Regions from separate parts of the Mus musculus genome. Here region 2 is linked to region 1. Evidence: chromatin contacts called from public HiChIP or PLAC-seq data. All regions are on one chromosome and are shown on one strand. Each heading gives the region's core, a stretch centred on a gene start, on an enhancer-like site or on the middle of the called end of the contact. The rest is flanking DNA. Distances are from core to core; before and after follow the strand shown.

The links. HiChIP or PLAC-seq counts read pairs in DNA pulled down with a chosen protein or histone mark.
Region 2: a contact with region 1 is called in a FOXA1 HiChIP or PLAC-seq map of pancreatic cancer cells. The contact joins two enhancer-like sites. A contact is called at or near these places in 5 of 39 promoter capture datasets (the 3T3-L1 cell line, the C10 cell line, hippocampal neurons and 2 more), 1 of 484 Hi-C or Micro-C datasets (bone marrow-derived macrophages), 1 of 115 datasets of contacts at active chromatin or transcription factors (pancreatic cancer cells) and 3 of 9 other capture datasets (adipose tissue, liver and macrophages).

Annotation. Positions count from the first base shown.
Region 1 is chr3:27,549,762-27,556,162 of GRCm38.p6, reverse strand. It overlaps Fndc3b (fibronectin type III domain containing 3B), which reads left to right. Exons shown (of 26, transcript NM_173182.3): 4 at 1-43. Among named protein-coding and RNA genes, the nearest start is that of Mir3092, 32 kb to the left of the region's middle. Within about 2 kb of position 4,967, at least 9 of the 459 cell types and tissues checked have an H3K27ac peak or open chromatin away from gene starts, as enhancers often do. A contact at or near this core is called in pancreatic cancer cells, where this site is marked.
Region 2 is chr3:27,884,907-27,891,306 of GRCm38.p6, reverse strand. It overlaps Tmem212 (transmembrane protein 212), which reads left to right. Exons shown (of 4, transcript NM_001164437.1): 2 at 4,800-4,859; 3 at 6,191-6,400. Among named protein-coding and RNA genes, the nearest start is that of Tmem212, 8.3 kb to the left of the region's middle. Within about 2 kb of position 4,581, at least 64 of the 459 cell types and tissues checked have an H3K27ac peak or open chromatin away from gene starts, as enhancers often do. A contact at or near this core is called in pancreatic cancer cells, where this site is marked.

The DNA of each region.
Region 1 (6,401 bases), core at 3,718-6,217:
GTCCATTCCTCCTATCCATGTGCCTCCAGGTTATATCTCACAGGTATGGCATTTGACTGGCATCTCCACTCACTAGTACACTGTTATTGTTTGAGCAAAATATATGTCAAGTCTTAACAAACATCCTTTATGAGTTAACTTAGTTATACTAACACTAGAATTGTATCCTTGTTTGCTTTCTGTTAGCTTGAATAAAAACACCAAGCAAAACATCTTTGGGAGCCTAAAAGCTGTAGACCATCATGGATTGAAGCCATAGCAGGACCTCGAGGAAGGGACTGGAGCAGAACCAGGAAAGCCTGCTAGTTACTGGCTTGCTCTCCTCTTACAGAGCAGCTACCCTTCTTATTTATCCCAGGCCTGCCTGCATAGGGCATGGTACCTCCCACCATGAGCTGGGCCTCCTCCATCAGTCAGGAATTGGAACTTGACCCTCCATATGATGTAGGCCATGTGATGGAGGCATTTTGTTAACTGAAATTCCTTTTTATGGTACTGCTTGGCACTTGCCAGGCCTTACAACCTGAAGTGCCAGAGTTAGAGAGAGGAAGACAGAAGGGCCGATAGGCTGCCTCCCTATTGTCTGTGTGAAATTCCTTCATGGAACCATCTGCTGCAGAATTCTCCTCCCACCTGTCCTATATCCCACGCATCTCAGGCTGGCACTGAACATACCCTGTAGCCAAGGTTGAATTGCACTCACTTTTTAACCAGGATGGCCTTGGATGCCCCATCTTCCCTTCCTGGCCTTCTTGCCTCCAACTCTTGAATGCTGGGTTATACTCATCCATTTCCATACCTAGCTCAAGAAAAAGGCTTTAAAGGAGAAAATGTTAGGATAGACTTTCCTGAGATCTAGTGGATGGGATCCTTTGAGCCCAGGGCTCAGCTGGTCCTACTAACCCAGCGATTCTCACTAGTTAAACAGCTTTCTTCTTCCCTCACCTGCTGGGTGTCCTCCAACTGTAAGAACATCATATATACACTGGGAAAATAGGGAGAAAACTTCAGAAAGGAAAATAGCCACAACTTTACTCAGAGATGAGAATCACTGTTACTATTTTTTGGGTCCTACTGAGGTACAATCCTACATAACCCCCCTCATTTAAATTTTTTTCTTGGCACCTCTAGGTATACATTAAAAATACTTAAAAATCAGTAATTTTCCATTATTAATACTTGGGGGGGAGTTGGTATGGGCTGTTTGGTTTTGTTTGTTTGTTTGTTTGTTTTTAGAAAAAAAATTGACACCTACTTAGGAAAATAGTTGAAGCTCAGGCAAGAACCAACGAAGATTTATTTTCCTTTGATGTGAAAAACAGAGCTATTTCTTCACCATGCAAAGCATACCACAAACACTATAATTTCATCTTTTTTCCACTCTTATTTTCATGGGAGCCAACTTAACGTTTTTTTGAGTTGCCAGATTTTTGGCCAGTTTTCCAGCTGTTGTAAATAAGTGACTTGTTTTACACAAGTCTTTGTACAAGAATCACTAGAGGCCAAAACGGGTGTGAGAAGGGGGGGTGGGAGGTGGGGTCCTGGATGGCACTCATGTCATTAGTCAGTTAATGGAGAGGAACAAGGAATGTCAGGTTTCTATTCTGTCCCCACTCATCTAGTATGAGAAAGTGTTTCATTCCATTGAACACAGTATGGTTCTCACCATTATGACGGCAAAAATAACACCGTGCTTTATGCTGAGGGCCATTAAGGAATAGTAGTTAAAGTTGGACACTCTAATGGGGGAGAAGCTGTGCTTAAATGTGTACCTTCTCTTGCTGGTGGGTTCCCTGTTGTTACATAAATGCAGAGCATTTATTGTGAATCCTGGGAAGGAAGAAAAAAAAAAGGAATTTTCTCCCTTACAATATTTCTGGTTCTGAAAAACTTTCATTAAAATTAAAGTAGAGATGTTAAGGGGTTCTGTAAACTCACGATTGAAGGAAGCACTGTCAGTCCTTCCCAGCTGACAGTCGTGCTAGAAAGTGCTAGAAGATCTGGAGGCACACAGTACAAATGAAGATGTGCTTGGGCTGTAGCATGGAAAAGGAAGAGGAGCAAGCGGCCTGAGGAGCTTGTGACTAGCCGTGTTTGGTAGACAACTGGAGGGCTGAGAGGTTAAACCAGCAAAGGCAGGACCTTTGACATTGAGCATTTCCTCAGCTTGAAGCTCTGTTCCAGGTGGCTTTAGGGCACAGGACAGCCTGAGCACTTACTAACCTTCAGCAATAGGTTGTATCATTAACAAAATATCACGGTGAAGTGTCTGAGAAAAACAAGTTGTTAATATAAAAAACATTGAACTTAGGCAGTAGAATGCATGTGTGTCTTCTTGGGCTGGGTAAAGTACACACTTCAAGGGAACAAGGGTGGAGCCCAGTGAAAAAACATCTGGGGAAACTTGTCATAACTAAGACATCTAAGGAGCAACAAACGTAGTTGTCATAAAGTTGTGGGAAGAAAGTACCTAGTCAGGATTCGATTGCTGTAGTAAAACACCATGACCCAAAACAAGCTGGGGAGGAAAGGGTCTAGCTGAGTTATACTTTCAGGTCAGTGTTGATCACTGAAAGAAGTCAGGACACGAACTCAAGCTGAACTGGATCCCAGAGGCAGGAGCTGATGCAGAGGCCATGGAGGGGTGCTGCTTACTGGCTTGCTCCTCATGGCTTGCTCAGCCTGCTTTCTTATAGAACCCAGGACCACCAACCCAAGGATAACACCACCGTGGGTCGGGCCCTCACCCATGGTCACTAATTAAGCAAATGCCCTACAACTAGGTCTTATGGAGGCAGCATTTCCTTAACTGAGGTTTCCTCCTTGCAGATAACTCTAGTTCGCGTGTCAAGGTGGCATAAGACTGGCCAGCACAGAAAGAAACATAACATTTAAAACCAAGAGAAATCCCACTTCAGCAGGATTGGTTTTGTCAGGAATGCTTGTAACTGGTCGGTTCTGTTTTCATGTCCAGTGCTGAAGCACACGTGGGCATATCACTCAGGTCTCGAGGCCACTGTCCCTCAGTCTTGCTTACCTTCGAGTGGTGCTCTGTCAACCACATTTCAGCATGGTAAACATTAGTTTCTAGATAATAACTTTTCTTAATGGTGTGTATTTGTGCTCATTGTTTTGCGGACTGAAATGCTCAGAGCTCTTGTTTGTCCAGCAGTTCAGCCGCTCTTTCTGGCCCAGTGGCCCTCCTGGTGGAGGTAATCCTTTAAGAACTGCCAACCAGAATAGCCATTCTGTTCTTTCAATACAAAAGAGACCTTTGTCCTGTCTCTGTCATAGAATGTAATACATTTCATATGTCCCCAAGTGCTATCATTACCTCATGTGTTTTTTTTATATTAACACATAGGATATTGGCTGGCATAGAAGAGGTTTTTTAATGAATGTATAAACAGAATTTGGGACGGGGGAGGAAGCTTAGTAAGATGCACATCACATAATGTTTTAGTCGGTGACAGACTTCATGTATGATGATAGTCCTATAGAGTGGATACAGCAGTGGTTTTGTAGTTGCCTCAGTCTCTGTAAGTACCTTCAGTGGTGTGCATATGGTGGAACACATCTCATCTGTTAGGTGATATATCACGACATGAGAGAGGTTCAGGTAGAGGAATAGAATATATGATACTTGGAAAACAGCAAGATCAGAATGGTCTATATTTGCAAAGATTGAAACAGTATAAGTATATATATGTATATATGTGTGTATATATATACATATACATATATATATACATATACATATATGTATGTATGTATATATATATATATATGTGTGTGTGTGTGTGTGTGTGTGTGTGTGTGTGTGTATGTAAGAAAGAAGGGAACCCTAAGATAATCCAGCCAAGGGAAAAAGTCATGATGCCATTGGAGCTGGGATAACTAGATCTTCACACCTTTAAAATTAATGACATTGAACCTTCACCTCACATCTTACACAAACATATACTCAGAATGGATTGGGAGCAAAAGTGAAGACTAAAATTGTAAGATTTTGGGAGTAGACTTTCCTGAACTTACTGTGTAAGACGGATTCTTAGCTACAACAGCCTGAACAGTGAAATGAGCAAAGACAATTCTATCTGTTCACAAATGGAACTTGTATGTGTTCCAGACAGAAGATATCCAAGACAGTTCAAAGACGGCTAAAAGTAAGAGCCAGTGTTATGTATAATCAAGCCAATGTATGAGAAATCAAGGCCTGCCTAGGCTACATGGCAAGACATTGTCAGAGTTATCCAAATGCTGGAGAGTCTGCAGAGTATTTGCTGTACACAGCTAAGGCCCTCAATTCCTATCCAGCACTGCAAAACAACCAATGAATGAAACCAAACAAAAACACTAAGGCATTAGACATTCTCCATTGTGGAGATACACATAGCCAGCAAAGACTAGAAAAGGTATTCGGCATGTATTGCACACTCTGAGGTGGCTACACCTCAGGACAAAAGAGATAACGTAAGAATTACTAAGGATGATGAAACATGGGGGGCGGGGGGGATCATATACTATATAAGGTAGTGTCAGAGAAGCCGCCCACTCTGGACAGTGGTCTCAAGTGGTCAAACAGGGGTACCTCCCATATGACCTAGCAGCAGCAGCAGCATCCTTAGATGTGTAGGCAGAAAGAGATTGTACAAACACATGTACACAAGTGTCCATAACAATCAATCACAATGACTTCAAGGTGGGAACAACCCACATGTCTGATGGCTTGTGAATGGATAGGTGACCATAATTTGATAGATCCACTCAGCCATGAGAATGAACCAGTATTCTATTAAAACACCCAGCTAAATATTGAAAATCGTGTCCTCATTGGAAATAAGCTCGGCACAAGAGCTGCATAGTGTGTCATCTTGTTTATGTGAAACATCTATAGTTAGCGAACCCACAGACACCTAGTGATTGCCAGGGGCTGGGGGTGGAGTCATGAGGAGTGACTAACTGCTTGCCTCATGGGTGGTGGCAGTGTGTGTTTGGATAATCAGAAAGTACATAGTGGTGATGGCAGTCAAGCCTATGACTGTGGCAAAATCTACTGTCAGACATTTTCAAAGGATGGACTTTCTGCTGTGTAAATCATATTGAACAAAGCTGTCACAGGAGAGAAGGGAGGTGGGATAAATTGACTGCAGCTAACAAAAAGGCAAATCATAACTGTAGCTGGGGAAATGTTTCACCTCTTGGTGCTTTTGGTGGGAGTTTCTGGGATAACGCACCCGTTTGTATAGTTATGGCTGTAATTTTCTCCATTCTGACAGACCAGATTCTTTTTCTTTGCCCATAGTCTGGAAGTCAGTGACAGAGCCTGTCTTGCTGGAGACCTGCCTGCACTGCTGAGCAAGTGTTGGTGTACAGTGTGCCTGATACTTGTGTGTGAATGGTGGTCTGTGGATGGCCTGTTGGGATAAGAAACATAAAGAACAAGGCAAAGTAGATGATTAAAGATGTGTTGCACATGTTTTGTTTTTTTTAAAGATTAATTTATTATTATATCTAAGTACCCTAGCAGTCTTCAAACAAACCAGAAGAGGGCAGCAGATCTCATTGCACATAGTTGTGAGCCACCATGTGGTTGCTGGGATTTGAACTCGGGACCTTTGGAAGAGCAGTCAGTGTTCTTAACTGCTGAGCCATCTCTCCAGCCTATGTCACACATCTTGAACTATAGCAGTAAAGAGTGTTGATATTGAGGAGCAAAAGCCTTCAAAAGACAAACTGATACATCCAGGAAATACTTGCATAAGATGCTTGTGCCAGTCATGTGAAGATTGTCTTAGAGAAGGGTAGACCTATGGGCAGCGAGAGGCAGTGGTCAAAGGGCTGTCCTTAGGTGAGGAAGTCTGCCCCAGGGACACAAGTACTTGGACTGAGCAGCTGGGATCTGGTCATTGTACTTGATATTGTGTGTGTGTGTGTGTGTGTGTGTTGCTTTAATTTTGGTTGACTATGGAGTTGAGAAAGATTTGAGAAAAAAATTTTACCTGACCTTCTCAACTTGAGAAAAAGCACTCAACTTTTAGAAAACAAATGTGTCCGTTATTTTCCTTCTTGTTCTGACAAAGTCTTTGACAAAAGCAACAGTCTGCCATAGCAGGGGAAGCAAGAAGGCAGGAGAGTGGAGTAGCTGTCACATCGCAGGGGAGGCAGGAAGGCAGGAGAGTGGAGTCGCTGTCACATCGCAACCACAGTCAGAAAGAAGGAAGAGGCAGATGCTGCTGCCAGCTCTCCTGTGCAGCCTGGGAGTCCAGCCACACTGAGGGTGGGTCTTCCTACCTGAGGTAATGGGATATAGAAAGTGCCCCACAGACTTGCCAGTGCCTTGTTTCCATGGCGGCTCTGAATACCTACAAGCTGGTAATCAGGAGAGGACATTTTAGAGG
Region 2 (6,400 bases), core at 3,332-5,831, 340 kb before region 1:
AAGAACTGAAGTATCCCCAGGAATCTCAGACACCCTGACAGAGGAGTCTGGAGCTGGGACAACAATGGGCAGGAACACACCTTGACCAAGACTGCTCACCTACGCCTGCCTACCTCTGGCTCTCTGATTAAATCTAAACCTTCTACTGAGACCCTGGAGATGAACTTGGCAGAGGGGGATGGACCTCTCAGTTCTTCTTCCCACTGTGAGGATAGGTAGCTGATGAGATGCCTTAAGGCTGCAAGGGTCTGGGCTCTGACCCTGATATCACTGCTAACAAGACCTGTCTCAAAATAAATTAAAAATAAATGAAAAACAAATAAACAAAAAGGTTTGAGACTAAACCAAGATTCAAGATGCACTGCTTACCATGGGTGGAGTTTAAAGTCTAAAGAACAGGGTCCTGCAGGGACCCTAAGACCGTACCCGTTGTAGTTCAGCTTGCATACAACATCTGTCCCCCAGGTCAACATTCTTGTGAGTCAGATTAGCTGCTTCCTTTTCAAAAGCCACCAGCATCACTTGGCTGTCCCCAGATAAACCCAATATGTACTGACCGAGATTTTGAGGTCCTCTTCATCCTGGCATAACACAGCTTTGGAGTCTGATTTTCTGCTTTTCTCTTCCAAGACCCACCTACCTCCCCTGTCCCCGCCCCAAACCACCACCACCACCCTGCTGCAGGTCTGGGATCCCTCTTGTCTGGGCCCCAAGCACAGTGTAACTTCCTCACCTCTGCAGATGCAGGTCTTCAGCCGAGCCTGCCCTCACCTGTCATGGCCATGAAAATCAAAGCCACCCTTCAGACTTGTCCCAGGCCACATTTGTCCTGAAGTTTTGATCTGTCTTCCTCCTGAACGTAATAACTAAACTCTTCTTCTGTGTCAAACACTCTTTCTTGTCTATTTTTATTTGATTTGGTAAATTTATTGTTTTGTGTTTAACATGTATGCATCAGAGACAGAGGCAGAGAGGGAGGGAGGGCAGGAGACAGGGAGAGGGGGCGGTGTTGGGGAGGGGCAGGATCACAATTGCGGGTATCTCAGAGGCCAGAAGAGGGCAGGGCCTCAGACCATGGGTGCCGGGAACTGAACTCAGGTCCTCTGTGAGAGTCACACATGCACTCTTTACTGCTGAACCTTCTCTCCTCAGCCTCTTCAGTGGAGACATTTGTATGTGTCCATTATTGCAAATCCCATTGAGCGCTGGAATCAGGGCTCATGCAGTTATTATGCGCTGCTTGTATTGATCTTTTACAGCCTCGTAGCCTCGTTTGAAAAACAGGAGAGTAGCTCCATGACAGTTTCTTTAACTTCATGCTTGAGACTCTAGTTTTGATAGATAGTATCCCTCATAGGCGCATGGGTTTGAACACTTGGTCCTCAGCTAATGGGAGGAATTAGAGAAGGTTATGGGATGGGACGTGAAACCTGGTCTTAAAAAAAGCCAGTCACTGAGGACAGACTTTGAGGCCTTATATATAGCTCAGTCCTATTTGCTGCCCACTATCTCCTTCACAAGTAGAGATGCAGTGTGAATGGCCGGCCTGCTGCTCCTGCCTCATGACTTCTCTGCCTGCTGCTATGTTTCTCATCCACAGTGGATAGTATCTCCCTGGAATTATAAGCCCAAATAAATCCTTTATCCCTTAAGCTGCTTCATCGGGATATGTTATAACAGAAATAGAAAGAAACTAATGCAGGGTCTCATGTAGCCCAGGCTGGCCTCAAACCTGCTGTGTAATGAAAGATGACATTGGACTTCTGATCCTCTCGACTCTACATAGATCTTGTAAATGACTAAGCTATATCCTCTTTTCATTGATGCCACAATAAATGCCACTAAAGTTTCCATTTCTATTGTTTCCTTCCATCCATCTGCTTCCAGGAACTGCATGCTGTACTTAGGCAGTTTAAACTTCTAGAAAAAGGGCTCACAACTACCAAGCTATGAAAGTGTTAGCTATTCCCGGGAAAGCAAGCCAATAGCATGGGGTGGAGGTGGGGCACTCTCTACTACCACCTGGCACCTCTCCTCCCCGCCCTTCCCATAACCATAAGTTTTCTCTAGCCCTTCACTTTCCAGACGCCCTACTCTTTCCTCCTTTTCTTTTCCTCTTGAGGTCTCTTCTCCACTTTCAAATCTCTCCCATTTTAATTCTTTCCCGCTCCTTATCTAAAAATAGAAGAGAGCAGCGGGCATCAAGGAGGATAGATGTGCTCTGCTCGGCAGCCCCATCCCATCAGCCAGGTGAATTTAACAAGTTATGGAGCAGCCAGCATCCCAGGCTACTGCTCAGTGAAAGAGCCTTTTCAGAGCTGTGTGTAAACAAGGCAAAATCCAAGCTGGCTGCTAGGACCAAAATAACAGGAAACTGCAGCTCTGTAGCACTTTTCAATTTTCAAAAGGAAAGAAACCCTGGCCAACACCACACTCAAGGCAAGCTAGAATCTCCGCATCCCATAATGTCAGCTATCTTCCAGAACTTCACCAGCAAAAGGGCAGCAGCAATCTCCTGCTTCTGAGCTCCTGTGACTGATGACAGGCCAGCCACAGGTCAACCTAGACACTTAGACAACCCCGGACTCCATTTCTCTGCTCTTCGTAATTCTCCCATTTGTTGGGCTATTAGCACGGCTCTGCCTCCTTAGCATCCCTTGGGAAGGTTTCTCTTGCAGAATCAAGCCAGGAACCTCTTTTGACTGCAGATGCTCCTGTTTTTATCCACAGGACTTTCATAGTAGAGCCACAAGTCTGTCATCTCAGGCTCAGCAACAGGAGCCATAAGTGAGAGGGTGTTTCCCTGTTTCCCTCTCCCGGTTTCTCTAGATCCAAGTTTCAGAACAGTAAATGCCCTAAACTCGGAGCTTTGCGAACAGCATCCCACTAAATCACATGGGTGAGGCTCTGATTTCTTTCCTTACATTAACGGATGAATTCTGGGCAGACCATCACATTCAGTCCTCTGTCAAAATAAAAACTGTTATTTTTAAATCAGTCTATACCTAGTATCTAATTTTAGGCTCATCTCTTCCTGACTTCCATCTCTAGCTGGACCTCAGAATTTGTGCTTTGAATGGGGGGTGGGGGTGGGTAAGGATTCTGTGGTTTGAGGATCACTGATTTCTAGTCTCAATAACCTCAAACAGCTCCATCTTCAGACCTCGTGATGAATCCAAGATGAGCTCAGAGATTCTTTTTCCATTATCTACTGCAAAGTTCTGGATACACCATTCCCTCTTTCATTAACCATTTCTTGTTCTGCACTTTGAGTATTTTTCTTTGAATGGGAACTATAGAGAAAATGCCTTCATACAAGAGGATGGCACTGCACCCAGAGCTCTAAATGCCTTGCCATTCTAATGACTGTCTTTATTATTTAGGAAACTGAGGTCGTGTGTCTGCACCCCATTGGTAGTTAAAGGCAGAACAATTAAAAAAAAAAGCAAGCTGCAAAAGATCAGACCATGGCTAGGAATGATTTCTGGGCTTGAGGACAGATCTCCATTCCAGTTTGTCCTGTTTGCAGCTTTATAAATTTGTTGGAAAGATGTAAACATGTCTCAGTGAGCAAAGATGTTTGTAGCTAAGCCTGAGTCTGAATTCAGTCCCCAAGGCCCCACATGGTAAGAAACAGCCAATGCTATCAATTTATCTGACCTACACCACACACACACACACACACACACACACACACACACACACACACACACACACAGAGAGAGAGAGAGAGAGAGAGAGAGAGAGAGAGAGAGAGAGAGAGATTAAAGATACATAAAATTATATAGATAGATGTAGATAGGATATAGATATAATTTTATGTTCATCCCTGATTTTTTATCTGGACTTCAAAATTCATGCTTTGGTGTATGTAAACACGCATACCACACACACACACACACACACACACACACACACACACACACACACTCACACTCACACTTTTCTGTTGCTGTGATAAAAAAAAATATAGCATAACCAAAAGCAACTTAAGAGTTTTTTTCTGCCGGGCAGTGGTGGCGCATGCCCTTGATCCCAGCACTTGGGAGGCAGAGGCAGGCGGGTTTCTGAGTTCGAGGCCAGCCTGGTCTACAGAGTGAGTTCCAGGACAGCCAGGGCTACACAGAGAAACCCTGTCTCGGAAAAACAAAAAACAAAAAAACAAAAAACAAACAAACAAGAGTTTTTTTCTGGCTATGGCTCCAGAAGGTTCAAGTCTATGATGGCAGGAAAGGAGGCAGATGGTTCTTTATATTTCTACCTTCACACAGGAAGCAGCAAGCAGAGGGAGCAAGCAGGAAGTGGGGAAGACTACAACACAGCAGAGCCTATCCTCCACTTTAACATACAACCTCCTCAAGGCTCCAGGTCCTAAAGATTCCATGCTCTTCCCAAGCATCACCACCAACTTGGAACCAAGTGTTCAGATGCTTGAGCCTACACGGCCATTTCTCATTCAAACCAGCACGCAAAGCCTAGGGCGAGATCTATGAAGCCAAGATTTAACTGTCGTGACCTAACAGGAGCGGAGGTGGTGCCAGTGACGGCAAAGTCAACAGAGAGAATGGAAAATAAGTTGGTGTGACTCATGTCCTGATGACTCTAATGGCTGCTTTTCCTCCCTGTCAACACAGCTCCTTTCACAGATGAAGAGGGGACCAGAGCCGTAAATCCATTTCCCCCTTTGCCCTGCCTTCCAGCTTGTGATAAAGCTGTCAAGCTGTGAGACAGATAGAACTCTTAGCAGAGGTCCCTTCGATTGTGGATGTTATTTTTTTTTTCCAATTTTCTTTTCACAGGCTGTCACAGCTGGATCACTTGTGCTGCTGGCTCACAGAGAGTGGACCCAGAGACACTTGGTAAATACAAAATGTCTGCAGGGATGGTTCAGTAGATTTGACACTGTGTGTGTGTGTGTGTGTGTGTGTGTGTGTGTGTGTGTGTGTGTGTGTGTGTGTGTCATGGATCTCAAGCCTGGGTCTCATGGATCTCAGCTTGTCCTTGAACTTAGTATATAGCTGATCACAACCTCAAATTTCTAATTTTCCTTTCTCTACCTCCCAAGTACTAGGATTACAGGTGTATACCACCTTACTCAATTCTGTAAACTATGTTTAAAATGTATAATATTTTTTTCATTGAGTTCTTACTCCAAATAGTTTCTCTAAGTTCATGAATATTGTTTGGTGTCGTGTCCATACTCATGAATTTAATCATGTTGTAGTAATGAAGTATAGGTGCTGCTGCTTTCAATATTCCATGTGCCCATGAATACTTCATGTTCCCACATGTGCGTGAGTGCATGTGTGCATGTGTGCATGTGTGTGTGTGTGTGTGTGCACGCGCTATGGAGTGCATAGGCAAACCCTTTACCCACTGAACTACACCTCCAGTCTCAATGCAGTTCACATCTCAACTCTGAGGTCTCCTTCCCAGCCCTCACAGACTGGGAAAAGATGAAAGGTCCGAGCGATCCTGTTTCTAATAGTGCTGAGCTGGCTTTTTCCAAGCTACAGAAAGAGCACAGCATCTGACCTTAGGCCTGTTTTCCATAGCAAAGGCTGAAGATGGGAGGTCAGCTCCGGCTGCCATGGATTGATTGAGAAGGTCTGGACAAGGTGAAAGGCAACCTTTCTGAGAGACTCCTAACCTTGTACGATGCTAACCAACCAGAGATGATATTCTGAGTAGCAAGTCCTAGAGAAGGGACTGGTTCCACTCATTTTGGTTTTCCTAACCTGAACTGGCACTTTGCATCAGATAGGAAATAAAACGTGACTGAATTGATTTCATTTTAGCTCAGGTTGGCAGATGATGTCCTCCTGCAGCATAGATTGGCAGCAAGGGAAACAGGACCTGAAAGGAAGGCTGAGAGGACAAGGGATAGAGGTCACAGGTAGTATGGGTCTGGCATTCAGGAGGCCCGGAGCTTTACATTTTAAACGGCGGTACTGGGATGGGGGTAGGGTGGGATAATCCAGCGTGGCACTTGGGAGGTAGAAGCAGGAAAGATCAAGAGTTCAAAGCCAACCTTAGCAACATAGAAAACATTGCCTGGACTTCAGGAGACCCTGTCTTGAAAGTAGAAAAAAGAAGTGAAAGCTGTGTGCATGTATCTCTCTGCCACATAGAGGGAATTAATGACCATCACTCTTTCTCCAGGTAACAGTTCGTTTCTGCTTGTTTTCAGTGGGAAGCCGTGTTCACCTTCGTAATTCTGAGCATTCTGGGATGTCCACTTCATTTCACAGTAGCCTTGCAATCTGCCCTCCTTGGTCCATATTGCTTCTACTCTTTCTCAGGGGTTGCGGGGACCAATTACCTTGGTTACGTGGTTACCTTTCCTTTTCCGTACACGAAGTTCCCGTCGGTCTGTGTGGACCCGCTCCACTATGAAGAG